Linked DNA regions of Sus scrofa: region 2 is linked to region 1. The links are chromatin contacts, called in public Hi-C maps. All regions are on one chromosome and are shown on one strand. Each heading gives the region's core, a stretch centred on a gene start, on an enhancer-like site or on the middle of the called end of the contact. The rest is flanking DNA. Distances are from core to core; before and after follow the strand shown. Region 1 has its middle 380 kb from the start of ANKRD50. Region 2 has its middle 350 kb from the start of SPRY1.

Evidence for each region. Hi-C and Micro-C count contacts between places; a contact is called where the count stands out from the background.
Region 2: a contact with region 1 is called in a Hi-C map of fetal skeletal muscle, with 2.1 times the contacts expected there. The contact joins two enhancer-like sites. A contact is called at or near these places in 1 of 47 Hi-C or Micro-C datasets (fetal skeletal muscle) and 1 of 2 datasets of contacts at active chromatin or transcription factors (skeletal muscle).

Annotation. Positions count from the first base shown.
Region 1 is chr8:100,154,794-100,162,054 of Sscrofa11.1, reverse strand. No RefSeq gene overlaps it. Among named protein-coding and RNA genes, the nearest start is that of ANKRD50, 380 kb to the right of the region's middle. Within about 2 kb of position 2,549, at least 5 of the 83 cell types and tissues checked have an H3K27ac peak or open chromatin away from gene starts, as enhancers often do. A contact at or near this core is called in fetal skeletal muscle, where this site is marked.
Region 2 is chr8:100,511,439-100,518,699 of Sscrofa11.1, reverse strand. It overlaps a transcript of SPRY1 not described here. Among named protein-coding and RNA genes, the nearest start is that of SPRY1, 350 kb to the left of the region's middle. Within about 2 kb of position 2,474, at least 1 of the 83 cell types and tissues checked has an H3K27ac peak or open chromatin away from gene starts, as enhancers often do. A contact at or near this core is called in fetal skeletal muscle, where this site is marked.

The DNA.
Region 1 (7,261 bases), core at 1,300-3,799:
CTATGCTGCTTATAATTGTTTATGTATAGCATGTCTTCTGACCAAATTATAGGATTCCTCCTATATCACCAAATGTCTGGCAGAATAAATGAATAATTAGATTAATGATAATATATGGTGGTATTGACAGATTTCTACAATCTCTATGAGAGTTTTCATGTATTTAACCATACTTTATAAACTTTAAGAGTTATGGATATAAGTGAATATCTGTGTGTTAAATTATGTTTTATTTTTATTGACATAAAATCACATTTTATAGACAGAAGGAACCTTTACGATCATTTGACATATTTACCCCTTGTATGTATTTGTCAGCTGGAAAGTGGAAAGGGATTATTCAAAGTAATAGCTAATATATGGTAAATCAAAGCAAGAATACCTAAGTTTTCAATGTCCAGGTTAAATTATCTTCTAATTATAGTTTTAGAAATGTGTTGCATTCCTCAAAGTATTTTGGGCCTCAGTAATATACTGCTTCAAATATTAATGTTAAAAAGTACTCTAATATCAGAATTACCGTCGTGGCGCAGCGGAAATGAATCCAACTAGGAACCACGAGGTTTCGGGTTTGAGCCCTGGCCTCACTCAGTGAGTTAAGCATCCGGCATTGCCATGAGCTGTGGTGTAGGTCACAGACTTGGCTCTGATCTGGCATTGCAGTGGCTCATGGCGTAGGCCGGCAGCAACAGCTCTGATTAGACCCCTAGCCTGGAAACCTCCATATGTCTCAGATGTGGCCCTAAAAGGAAAAAAGAAAAAAAAAAAACAGCAGCACAAAAGTACTCTATTATATCACCTTTATGTACATTTATTTTATTATACAGCACCTATAAAAAAGAAAAATTTAATTCAAAACACATATATTTCTCACTAAAATCTATTTCAGAATTACCTTTTGGGATTTTTTGTTAAATATCACTTTTTGAATGTGAAGGAAACTACTTGAGTCATATCATACAAAAATTAGAAGAAGCTCATTTAAAATACATTTTTAAATAGCTAAGATCAAGCTTGTTATTCAGTTTAAGATATTGTATAATCCCTCTAAAGTCTAAAATTCTCCTAATTTCAGAATATTTACCATATGGCTAACTGATAAGAAAACAGTTCCCACTTCACTCAAGAAGTCAGCCACCTACTATTAAAAACCTTCCCTTGCCACAGGTTGAGGGAAAGCCAAGCCTCCTGTCACGCTTCCAGGCCAGAATACTCCAACCAAAGTAACTAGTTCCTCCTTTAAGCTTTAAATGTTAGTCTACCTTCCAATGGAAATCCATAAATTTTTTTTCCTTCCAAAAATACCAGTCACAAGTATCAAATCATTCTGTTCATTTCCAGTGCTGGAATTCTTTTAATTTCCTATGGCATGGGCATTTACTCTTCAGAAGGCATAGGGAGGAGATGGTGATCGCCTAATGAAAAAGCCCAAGTTAGAGCATTCCCACTGTATATATTGATTGCAGCAATCTCTAGGCTTCAGGTATTAATAAGAGATGAATAGACCTGCCAAACTGGAGGCCCCCAAATCACATTTCTCTTACTTTTTTTTTTCCATTTAAAAATTCCAAGGTATACATGGAAGGATCTCTCTGACCTAACACAAATCCCAAGAGAAAATGTTGTTGTTGGAAGTACTAGTTTTTGTTTTTTCACCACCCCATACATGATTAGACAAAATCTTTTCATTATCTGTCTTGCAACACATAAAAAAATTTACATTTCCCTTTATTTCTAAGCCCACCATTTTTCTAGAGCACCAGACGTATGAAGTATTTAGCCGTATTTTATTTGTGTTCATTTATTTGGTTAAAATAAAAACTGAGAAGGAACCTCTGAGTTTTCCTTTCACAGCTGTGATTAGAGAAACATGAAAATCTGAAGCAATGAAATTTATAGACCTGTAAATCACATTCCATTTTCAGAGTCTGAAAAATTATAGAGATTAGGAAGCTTGGCAAAGAGAAGTTCATTACTCTTTCACATGGACATTTGTTTAGTTGGTCTACTTATGTTATCACAGAACTTTTGGGGGTGCCCTAATGAGTCACTCAGATGACTTTATACTCACACATCACTTTGGGGAAACAAAGATTAACAACAACAGGTGTTACTGGTGTGAGATATTATGCAGGCTGAAAATATAGCCCTATATCTTTGGAAATATTTGACTCCAAAAATATATGTGAAAAACAGCCCCCAAATGTTTCTGTGCTCCAATTTGATTTTATTTTAGAATTGCTTATGTTACTAGGATTTATGAGTGTTACTTCCCCAAAAGAATGGCATATCTTTCAGCTCGCAGTGTGTACTTTAATGGAAATAGTGTGCTTTTATGGAATAAAAGTTCTCTGAAGCCCTGCCTAAGACTGTTTCAAACCAGAACCTCTACATTGTGTCTGGAAAATCACTAAAAGAGAAACAGACAGAAAAAAAGCAAATCTGTTTTTTAAATCTTCTTTTTGAAACTTCCTGTGTGACTTACTTGCTAGGATTTTTATTCCATGGTATCTGTAAGATATCAGTGATTTGCATTTGGAAAGTTATCCTGTGAGTTATTTATATCCCATATCTCTGTCTCAGTTATGTGTTCAACAGCTGCATCCCACATGACTATTAAAGGAGCTGTCAAAAAGCAGAACATTTACAGATAAAGACTTAAAAAACTAGAATCAAACCTTAATTACCCAGTGAAAGTCATGATGTTTTGAAACAATGGATATTTCTAAATATTTCACACTCGTAATCTTTCAGTGATTTCATACAGAAGTTGTACCTTTCAAACTAAGTTTAAATTAGGTAATTAAGTGTAGCTGCTATTCCCCTTGATACAACTGTGGAGAGGCAGGGTAGGGCAGAAGCCTTGGGTTATACTGGATGGCATAACCTAAAACATACTATAGCTGTAGATAATGTGAATGTTCTTCAGAGATTTTCTTCATTATCCTTTAGTTTAAAAATATTCACTTCAAATGCACATTGTTTTCATTTTTTATTTCTTATTTTAATTTTAATTTTTTTTGTCTTTTTAGTACCACTCCTGTGGCATATGGAGGTTCCCAGGCTAGGGGTCAAATTGGAGCTGTAGCCACTGGCCTACACCTCAGCCCCAGCAATGCCAGATCTGAGCTACATCTGCGACCTACCCCACACCTCACAGCAACGCTGGATCCTTAACCCATTGAGTGAGGCCAGTGACCGAACCTGCATCCTCATCAATACTAGTCAGAGTCGTTTCTGCTGAGCAACAATGGGAACTCCATACATTGTTTTTAGATCAAGCCAAATTCTACTTATTTTATACATTCTCATGTATTTACTGAGAATCATAGATTCTTATATTTGTTACACATCTTTTTTAGAGTTATCCCAGTAAGTTATCAGCTAACTGTTCTTCCAGGCATGAGATTTTCATCAACTGATAAACCTGATCATTCCTGGGAAGAATAATTTAACCTCAGAACCTACTGTCACAGCAGGTTAAATTTATGATTAACAAGTCTAAAGAATTTTTTTTCTTAACCTTAAAATAAATATTCATGATTAGTTGAATTAAGCATAGCCTTCCTTTTTTTACATTATAATGTTCCGTATTTATCATTCTTTATATTACATCATGTAAAATTTATTAAATGAATCCAATAAGTTACATTGTACACAGTTATAGAATTATAATTTAGAAATACAATTAACCTTTTTTTTTTCCTTTTGCCCCCACGTAACCTAATTATAGTACTTACCCCAGGAGGGGCAATTCAAAGTGAAATATGTCATGTCAGTTTTCTGTTTTGTAAATTATTTGTATCCATTATTTTTTTATAAAGTAGGAAGTTTGGTTTAGATTCTTCCTATTTTCTGAATTTCCTTTTACTATCACCATTTTTCAAAGAAAATTTGGGAATTTTGCTTCTCAAAATTCCTTCCTTCCTGTTCTATTTTTCCCTGTTCCCAACATCAGATAACCATAATTTATTTTGCTTTACTGAGTAGATTCAAGATTTGTCTTTCTCAGCTAATAATTAATAATAATAATAATCATTAGTTGAATGCATCCTGTGTATTAATGTCTGTCATGTATTGAGAATCTAAGACATTTAAGTTTGACAAAGCCAGGTACTTTCCCAAATTAATGCCCAATAAATCAGAGAATATACTTGACTGAGACAAAGGAAATAAACACAGATTACATTCTACTTCAGACTATGGAATGGTGGTATTTCCTTTGTAACTTCCTTTTAGTTCTTATTAAAGAAAATGAAAAGGAAGATGTAATTAAATATTAAAATATTTTAATGTTTAAATGAACTTTGCCATGTGGGTAAAATGCAGTTGACGTACAGTGTTGCGTTAGTTTTAGCTATATTATATAGTGATTTGACATTTACATGCATTATGAAATGAACACTGCAATGTCTAGTAACTATCTATCCCCATACAAAGTTGTTAGAATATTACTGACTATATTCCATATTGTTGTATATTATATCTCACTGCTTATTTATTTTCTGACTGGAGGATTGTACCTCTTATCCCATTCACCTATTCCACACACCCCCACCAATCCTCCCTTCCAGCAACCACCCATTTGTTCTCTGTATGTGTGAATCTGTTTTTGTTTTATTTTGCTTTGTTTTTTAGATTTTACATGTAAAAGAGGTCATAGAGTATTTTTCTTTCTCCTTCTGACTTTTTTCACTTAGCATAATACTGTCTAGATCCATCCATGTTGTCATAACTTTTTAATGGCTGCATAATAGTCCAGTGTATATAGGCATAACTGGGAAATATTGTAGATTTGGTTCCAGACCACCACAATAAAGTGAATATTGCAGTGAACAAGTCAGAGATATTTTGGTTTCCTAGTGCATATAAGGTTATAGTTACATTGTACTGTAGTCTATTAAGTGTGCAATAGCATTATGTCTGAAAAATTATATACTCTAATTAGAAAAATATTTTATTGCTAGAAAATGCAGACTATCCTATCAGGCTTCAGGGAGTCATATATAATATTTTTGTAATAAGAACATCAAGGATCACTGATCACAGATCACCATAACAAACACCATAATAGTGAAAAAGCTTTGAATACTGTGAGAATTACCAAAATGCAGAGACTCAAAGTGAGCGAACGCTCTTGAAAAAATGGTGGCTATAGACTTGTTTAATGCAGGTAACACAAACCTTCAATTTGTTTTCTAAAAAAGCATTATCTGTGACATGGGATAAAGGGAGAAAAATAAAACAAGGTGTGTCTGTGTTTATCCCACATCTTTATCAATTCATCTACTGATGAACTTAGGTTGCTTCCATGTCTTAGCTCTTGTAAACAGTGCTGCAATAAACATTTGATAATCATATATATTTTTTCCACCTAGTGTTTTTGTTTTCTTCTGGTAAATACCCAGAAGTAAAACTGCTGAATCATGTAGCAGTCCTATTTTTAATTTCTTGAGGAACCTCCATACTATTTTATTGCCGTTATGAAATGCCAACCTAATGTGTTCCTGGAAGATGATGTTTTACTGTACATTTTCAAGTATCTATGAAAAAAATCTTCCCTTACAGTTGTCTATAAAGGCAGTTTTATTCATGTGGATGCTAGGAGTTAAACAACGAATTGACACCTACTAGTGAATGTTTCGTGGGAGGGGCCAGAGTGTAAATCATCAAGTGAAGTTTTCCCATTTTTCTTGCTTTTTTTCTTCCTATATAAGATTCACAATTAATCTGTCAGAGATTCAGATGACTTGTCTCTCAGTGAAGGATTTCCCAGTCTATTCAAGTAAAATTAATTATTTTTCTTCTGTTTCACTGAAGTTAGTAGCGGCGCTATTTTTATAAATTTACTTTTGTATGGGATATTGAAAAAAGAGAACATTCATGGGAGTTCTGATATATGATAGTTTCTGTAATCTACTAATATTCCTGAAAAAAACCCTTAGTACCCTTTGATTGAGCTCTTAGTACCTGATGAGGCGAATAGAGCCACAGCAGGGTTTCTAAATGCTGAAGAAATGAGGAAAATGGGAGCCAAGGGTGCTTAAAGAGTGAGGATGAGGGATCGGGCAATAGCCTGAGGCTGCCCTGGAAGGTAGAATGGTTGGCATGGTATCTATTGATGTGCTGGGATGGCAAAACTCAGAGAAGTCTGGTTGGGGGTTAACTTTATACAAATACTCAGCTACACACACACACACTCACACACACACACAAACTGGTAGCTCTAAATAATTTCATTAATTGTCCTGGATGGATTCACTCATTGTGAATAAATTCAGGAAAGGTGGAGGAATCTCAACTTCTCCACCCAGGGCTTTTCAAAGAGGATAAAAGTCATAAAGAAGTTTGAATACATGCAGAACCTTAGAGCCCTTTTAGATCAGACTAGAGAGTATTACAGTGAAGCATGCACTTTTTTACTCTCAATATTGGTTGAAGTTACTTGGTAAGATATTGAGAATGACGTTGCTTAAAGTGTGGCCTTGAATCCCATGATTTATTTGATTTTAAATCTTTTTTCAGGAGTTTTCCTGTGTGCCATCAGTGTACTTGCCACTTTTTAGAATATATTAAGACAGTGTCCTTGTCTGATTTCAGCAATCTGTCTCACACAATTAGTTGTAATTTTTACTTCCCGTTATAGAGCCATGGCTTACTTTTCCACATGAGTGTCTAACTGAACTGGACATTAAAAACTGATTCTTATTGAGCTGCACAAAGCAATGTTGAGAGTTATTTTGCAGCAAAGCACTGGTGATGTTGACTTTATTTATTGCTCAACCACCTTAATGTATAATTCAGTATGGTCAGTTATATAAAGATCAGGGCAAGAGCTGTAGACAGACTGCTTGATTCTCCTGACCACAAGAAATGGACATTCATTTTCAGTTCCAATAAGCATTTAACATCTGCATGTTAGGACCTTTCCAAAAACCTGACAGAAATGTCATCAATGAAACTGAGAAGAAAATATTTCTGACAGACTTTTTCTTTGGCTTTCTTAGTAGTCCATTTGCCAAATTTATAAAGAAAAAAAAAAAAAACTCGCTTTCCTGTACTTTGCAGATATTTACTTTAAAAAAAAAATGAGGAAATCTGGGATCAGTGGCAGAAGATGGGATTGCAAAATGAGCTGCTGTAATAATCAAAACTAAAGAATAACTTATATCCTTGGCTACCACCGTCGCCTAGAGTACTGATTTGGCTCTGAAATAATAAGAGAAGTGAAGTGATGGGTTTTTAACAATATCTAAAATTC
Region 2 (7,261 bases), core at 1,225-3,724, 360 kb before region 1:
CTGGCTTCTTTTGAAGCTAATGAAATTACCAAAACAATTTTATGCTCCTCTGAAGAACAAAGGGAAGGCAGAACCAGAAAGATGGATCAAACAGAGGCACTATGGAAGATGTCTCAGAGCTTTAACAGCATAAGAACAGTGGTATCCTGTGGCTTTGAGGGGCCATGTTCTCTTATGTTGAGAACTGAATGAAAACAGCTTACTCTAAGCCTGTGTACTACATCTTGCTATAATTAGTTTTTATACAGGGTCTTGGATCTTGGACCAGAGTAGCCATTGCCATTTGTGCAGACAAATCAATCAAATGGTTGAAAATATCCTGGGCTAGGCTTCCTGAGGTCATGGATGTATGACTATCACAAGAGGAACGATTTATTACCGGACATTTATTGAATTGTTATTATGTGAAAGAGACTTATTTAAAGTGAAAACATTTATGCAAGACACAGGCCCTGCCCAGGGGATCTTGTGCACAGTTGCTGAAACTGGTATGGGCCCTTCTATGGCTGAGGGAGGTCAAGGACATTACCAAAGATAAGAGGATTTTCCAGTGATTGATAGAGTATTAGAGTTGAAAGGGCTTTCAGAAATCATCTACTCCCATTTTCTATGAATATAACATCTGTAAATGTGACTTGCCCATCATCACCCAGGAATTTAGCAGAAAGTCATACACACTTACCTTTCCTCTAAATCTGGTAAATTTTTTTTTTTGGTCTTTTTACCTTTTCTAGGGCCGCTCCCACGGCATATGGAATTCCCAGGCTAGGGGTCTAATTGGAGCTGTAGCTACCGGTCTACACCAGGGCCACAGCAACGTGGATCCAAGCCCGTCTGCAACCTACACCACAGCTCACGGCAATGCCGGATCCTTAACCCACTGAGCAAGGCCAGGGATCGAACCTGCAACCTCATGGTTCCTAGTCGGATTCGTTAACCATTGCGCCACAATGGGAACTCCTAAATCTGGTAATTTTTTTCATGATATAACATACATATTTATAATGATTTAACCAGGTCAAGTGCGATTGAATTTTACTTGTATTGCTTTAGTGCTTATTGTTTTTTTTTTTTTTTTGTTTTTTTTTTTTTTGCTTTTTAGGGCCGGACCCATGGCATATGGAGGTTCCCAAGCTAGGGGTTGAACTGGAGTTGTAGCCGCTGGCCTTCGCCACAGCCATAGCAACATGGGATCCGAGCTGCATCTGTGACCTACACCACAACTCACAGCAACACAGGATCCTTAACCCACTTAGCAAGGCCAGGGATCGAACCTGCATCCTCATGGATGCTAGTCAGATTCGTTAACTGCTGAGCCATGACGGGAACTCTTAGTGCTTATCGTTGATTGTTTTAATTCTAATATGCTTGATTAGGTTTTCTCTATATTGTATATTTTAAGCTACAGGAGAGAGGGCAACAGGAAAACTTTTCTATTTTGCACTTTAATTTTTTCATTGTTTAATAGTACTAATTTGAAACTTTTCATTATATAAGTAATATATACTAATTGAATAAAACTAGAAAATATAGCTAGGGAAAATTAAATTCAACCATAATCCACTCCCTTAGAGAAAACCATATATATATGTGTGTGTGTGTGTGTGTGTGTGTGTGTGTGTGTATAGAACCACTAAATGTATAGTGGTTTTATACATATATATATGTATAGATGGAATAAAAAAATGGGATCACATATTTAACCTACTATTTTATCCTTCATTTTTTCATATAACTATTATATGGGCATTTTTCACGTGAATAAGTATATTTAGAATATCATTTTTATTGGGATTGCAAAACAGTTTATTTGTCTTATTTTGGATATTTTACTTATTGTCAATTTTTGAACACTTAGAGAACACATTTTCTTTGTTGTAAATATTCTGAAATGAAGACCCCTATAATTACATGTTTATACATAATTATCTCCTTTACATTTTCAGAAGTAGAGTTCTTGGATCAAAGGGCTCACATGTATGTAAGACTTTTGATACACAGTAGGTCCACTGCCAACACTTTTTAATCCTGATTTCAAAATTTGTAGCTTATATTCAGTGCTGCAAAAAACTTTAAAATCTTCCAAGGGTAGGAGTTCCTGTTGTGGCTCAGTGGAAATGAATCTGACTAGCAGCCATGAGGTTCGTTCGATCCCTGCCCTTGCTCAGTGGGTTAAGGATCCGGCGTTGCTGTGAGCTGTGGTGTAGGTCGCAGACGCAGCTCAGATCTGACATTGCTACGGCTGTGGTGTAGGCTGGCGGCTACAGCTCCAATTTGACCCCTAGCCTGGGAACCTCCATATGCCGTGGGTGCAGCCCTAAAAAAGCAAAAAAAAAAAAAAAAATCTTGCAACGTAAATAGGTCTATTAAAAAAGGCAACAGCAGTTCTCTAGCAAGATATGTAGGGTCACAGTGGCTTAGCATCCACACAGCAGGACTATCATTTCCTGAAATATATTACATAGGTGGCATAGATCAGATGCTGATGGTAAGTGTTTGAGACAGGTGTCTCCTCACTTCTATCCTTCAAAGGCAAGGGGATGATGGTCCTAAATTTAGCAGTGGCAAGAGGATGAAGGTCCTACATTTAGCAGTCACAACTCTAAACCTCCTTACCAGAGATCTCTGACTCACATTTGATAAATCTGAGATATAAACTGGATGTATGGTTCTAAAAGAACTTGGAAGTCTTCAGATGCTAACTAGGGAGCAAATATTGTTACCACCTAGAGGACACTGTGATTCTTTCTTGTTTGAGTTTACTTTCTGTGTGTGATTACTTATTGATATGATAATAAGTAATAGTCATTATTTGCACACTTGGTTTACTAAAACCTGCTAGATGTGTATAATGAAAACATTAAATTCAGCGAAGTTTACACGCATATTTTAAAAATAAGACTATTCTAATATAAAATATTTTCAAAGAGAAAAATACACACATATATTTATTTTTTGCAATGATTATCTTTTATGTTTTGGTGCCTAATGGAATACAAACTATGGTTTCCTCAGATAAGAAATAGTTGGGCTGGTTTCAAGCATGTTGTTTTGAGATAATGTTTTGAGATAATGGTGTTTTGTGATAATAGCTGTAAAGAGTTTCAAGCATGATGTTTCAGCATAGAAATTAACTCCTATCTCTGTTTCTGAAACAGTGTAAACATTCAAAGGAAAATATTGTTTTTATGTATAGAATCTGTGACTAAAATTTTTCATATCATAAATTATAAAGTATCTCCAAAGGTAATATTTTTTACAGCTAAGTATTTTATTATCTAAGCAAATGCTTAGATAATTTTATATTATAACTCAATTCACAGTGTTTTCAATAAACATATATGCAATTGCTTTACCATCTTTACCTTATTTTTCGAGTGTATGTTAGTTCATTCCTTGGAATAGACAACTGTCATTTTTTCAATTTTTATTTTTTGTTTACAGGTCGTGTTTATTTTCATTAGTGGATTCTGGGATAGCTCCAGTAATACTGTTGAAATTTTTAATAGTACTTTTGTGGGATAATGTGGATTTTGTACTTCATAACTACACTCATATTATACAGTAAATATTATTATGTCAGATGAGCTTAGTCTACTTTAAAAACAGAGAGGAGGATATTGCAGTACTGAGTAAAGGACAGGCCTATCTGGAGGGAATGGAGAGAAGTGAGGGAAATAAAAAAAAAAAAGCCTCAAGTGTAGATGACTCCTGGCTTAGGGCTGCCTCAGGTATTAACTGAGAATTCTGAGTAATCATCGGGAAGAATGGTCCTGAACAGCATCTGTCTGGGTGGGTATCTGCCCATATTGAGAGCCATGTTCATTCCAGTTGATCTTGATACTCCTGTCAACCCAAATGTTTGCTCTGGCTAACGTCTTTTCTCTGCTTCATCATTTGTTTTCTCTCCTTCACAGTACAGTTTAGGGCCCACTTCTTCCAGGACAATTTCCCTAACATCCAGTGTCCTCCAAACCACCAATGTAATTCTGGATCCTCTCTATGACTCATCACTTTTATAATCATTGCAACTCCTATTTTTATACTTAGAATATATCCCACTTCTCTTATTAAATAAGAACCATGCAACCAGGACCAAGTCTAAATTTGACTATGTTCCCTGAAACACTAAACAAAATAGTAATATATCTGAGCATTTTGAAATAAGTGCAGTCCTCAGGGGAATTTTAAACCAATTTCTTAACCCAGTAGGTTGGAAATATTTCTTTTAGTTGGATTACAAGAAAGGAAAGGAGATGAGTCTGAGCATTGAAATAGCTATTGAAGATTTGCTTCATGCTGGATATTATACTGAACTTTTTTTTTTTTTTAACACATAACCTCACACAATCCTCAACACTGCCAATGTGGGATATACTGTTAAATTTGTTTTAGAGATGAAGACATAAAGAGTTTGTTTTTTTTTTTCCCCTGATAAGGCTCTGAGAATTCAGAAACTAGGTCTAGGACACATAATTAGTAAGTGGAAGCATTGGAAAAAGAACACAGAAATGTCTGATAGGAAACATTCATTCTTTCAGCCAATTCTAACTTCTTTCTATCCACTTTCTGTTGGCATGATTTTAATAATGTAAAGTAATACTTTAAAACCTCTTTTCTTATTTTAAACTTTCCAAGTTCTGGTGCTGAAAGTTGCTATTTCAGTAACTGATCCTACTGTATAGATTGAGAATTTTAGGATGCATGATCCCATAGTAGGTTCTTTACTCACTTGATCTATAAATACAGGACCATTGCCTTTTAATCTGGAAAGGACTCTAGGGACTGATGTATTCTATAGGGTTTCTCAGCTTCTCACAAAAATATCCATTGAAAACTGCTGTGAAAATAGAGGAGTCAAAAATATCACAATAATAATAATAATAATAATATATTGTCTTTGTAGGCATGCCAGCTAATGTATTACTTGGTTATTGTATCTTACGTGAGGTAATAGTGACGTTACAATGATATCAGCCACAGGGAAGTCCAATAGTGACTATTGTAAATTATATTTTACTAGCTGTCACATTTTTTTTTCAAATGAAATGTGGCTCAGCCAATTCTAGTTAAAGAAGGTCTAAATTGTAATATTTTACTATATTAAACACAGTATAGTATAGAATATAATATCACATATTTTTTCAAATGCAACCCATGAAGAAAAATGTTGATGGTTGCAGAGAGATGTCATCAGAGACTAGGGCAAATTAACTGACACAGTAATTTCCTTCCAAATGCAAACATTCTTAACCTAAAAGAAAGATCTGCTTCATAATGTTGTAAACATATCCTTCCCTGGAGCAGGCTTAATAATTAATGCCAAAAATTCACGATGAGAAATATATATGAGTTTGGTCATAAATGTTCTCATGTATTTTAAATGTCAATAAAATGAATTGCCTTTATTATTTCAGGATGATAACTTGTTCCTAGACACTGCTACTTTGCAGGGGATGATGACCACACTGGCATATAATGAAATATTGCAGGAACATGCCTTAAGCATTTGTAAAACACACCTTTTGCTTTGAATCAATGCAGTAAGTGCAACATATAGGGGCGCAAAGAATATGCTTGAGGAAATCCAACCCCTGCCCTTATTTCCACTTCCACTCTCATAAATCAGTCTAGGTGAATATCTTAAGCTCAGTTCGAAAAAAAAATTTTTTTTAAAGACAATACTCCTCTTTCTTTGGCTTGCAGGGCCAAATGCTCTATTCACATCACCCTTACTTTCTAGACACAGCTTTTGTTTGTTTTTCAGAAAATCTCTAAAGGCTTAGCTTCTGCAGACAATTTTGTTCCACATTAAGAGAGAAGGACTTGTGTCTATTCTTACTCCATGGCACATTAAAAACACGTGAGGGTGACACAATAGGTACGGATAAGAACAATTAATTCATGTCATGGGAAGAATTATCAATTGGATAGAAAATTAAATACAGGGTTTTGGATTTCAGTTCCAATATATACAGAACTTGAAAGTGGTCACTCCTGCCTTTACAACAGTGCAACTGAATGCACTTAAAATTGATGACGTTCCAGAGTTCCTGTTATGGCACAGTGGAAACAAATCCGACTAAGAACCATGAGGTTGTGGGTTCAATCCCTGGCCTCATTCAGTGGATTAAGGATCCGCTGTTGCCGTGAGCTATGGTGTAGGCTGCAGACGTGGCTTGGATCTGGTGTTGCTGTGGCTGTGGTGTAAGCTGCGAGCTACCACTCTTATTGACCCCTAGCTTGGGTACTTCCAATGTGCCACACTTTTGGCCCTAAAAAGCAAAAAAAAAAAAAAAAAAGTTAAAAATTAGTTAAACATGATAGATATAGTCACCCTGAATGTTTATAAACATCAGGTAGAAAGGTATTGTTGGAATTAAATAAATGCGGACTTGTACAATCAGATAATGGTAGTTGCTGTGGTAAATAGTCTTTATAATTCCAATGGCTTAACACAATACTAGCTTTCTTCTTGCTCCTGTGGAAGTTCATCTGGTATTCCTAGGTAGTGTCAGGGACCAACCAAGGTCTTTCTGTCGCATGGCCTCATCTTCCCTAGTACTTCATATATTATGCATTGAGGTGATACAAAGGGGAAAGACAGATCAAAGGGTAAATATATAGAGACATGTAATTCACAAATTTTTCTCCAAAGCAACTTTGAGAATGACAGTTTAATTAGAAGATATTTATAAGTTTGAAAGGGAAGGTATAAACCACTAGGGCTTAGAGGAAGATATCCCATGAACGTCAATGTAGGGCACTCTGTTATATAAATGTAAAATATAATCTCTAAAAGGAAAATGTAGTATTTTAGATAAATTTGCCAAAGAAAACTTGAGATTTAAAGAACTATGGAAAAAAAGCACTTGAATCAAGTCTAAAGAATTACTTGGACAATTTCTGGAAACCGGTATTAATAAATTGCTTTTTAAAAAAAATTTGGCAAAAAGTTTTATTTTAAATGTTAAAAAATGGACCAATCAGGTGAATGTCTAAACCTAAACAGGTTTAAATGAAATATGCTGTTCTAAAATGCTTACCTCTCTAAGTTAATAACCCCTTGTATCCTTTCCATGTAAATGGTCTAGCAGATAATGAAATTCATATGTCCAAAATTTAAAAACAAAAGAACTAAAAGAACTTCCAGCATTGTAAATAGAGAATAAAGATAACTGAATCAATGCATTAGATGTCAGGAAAGGAGAGGAAGAACACACTGCTATTCTTATTGTTTTGCTGATGAGGAAGCTGAAGC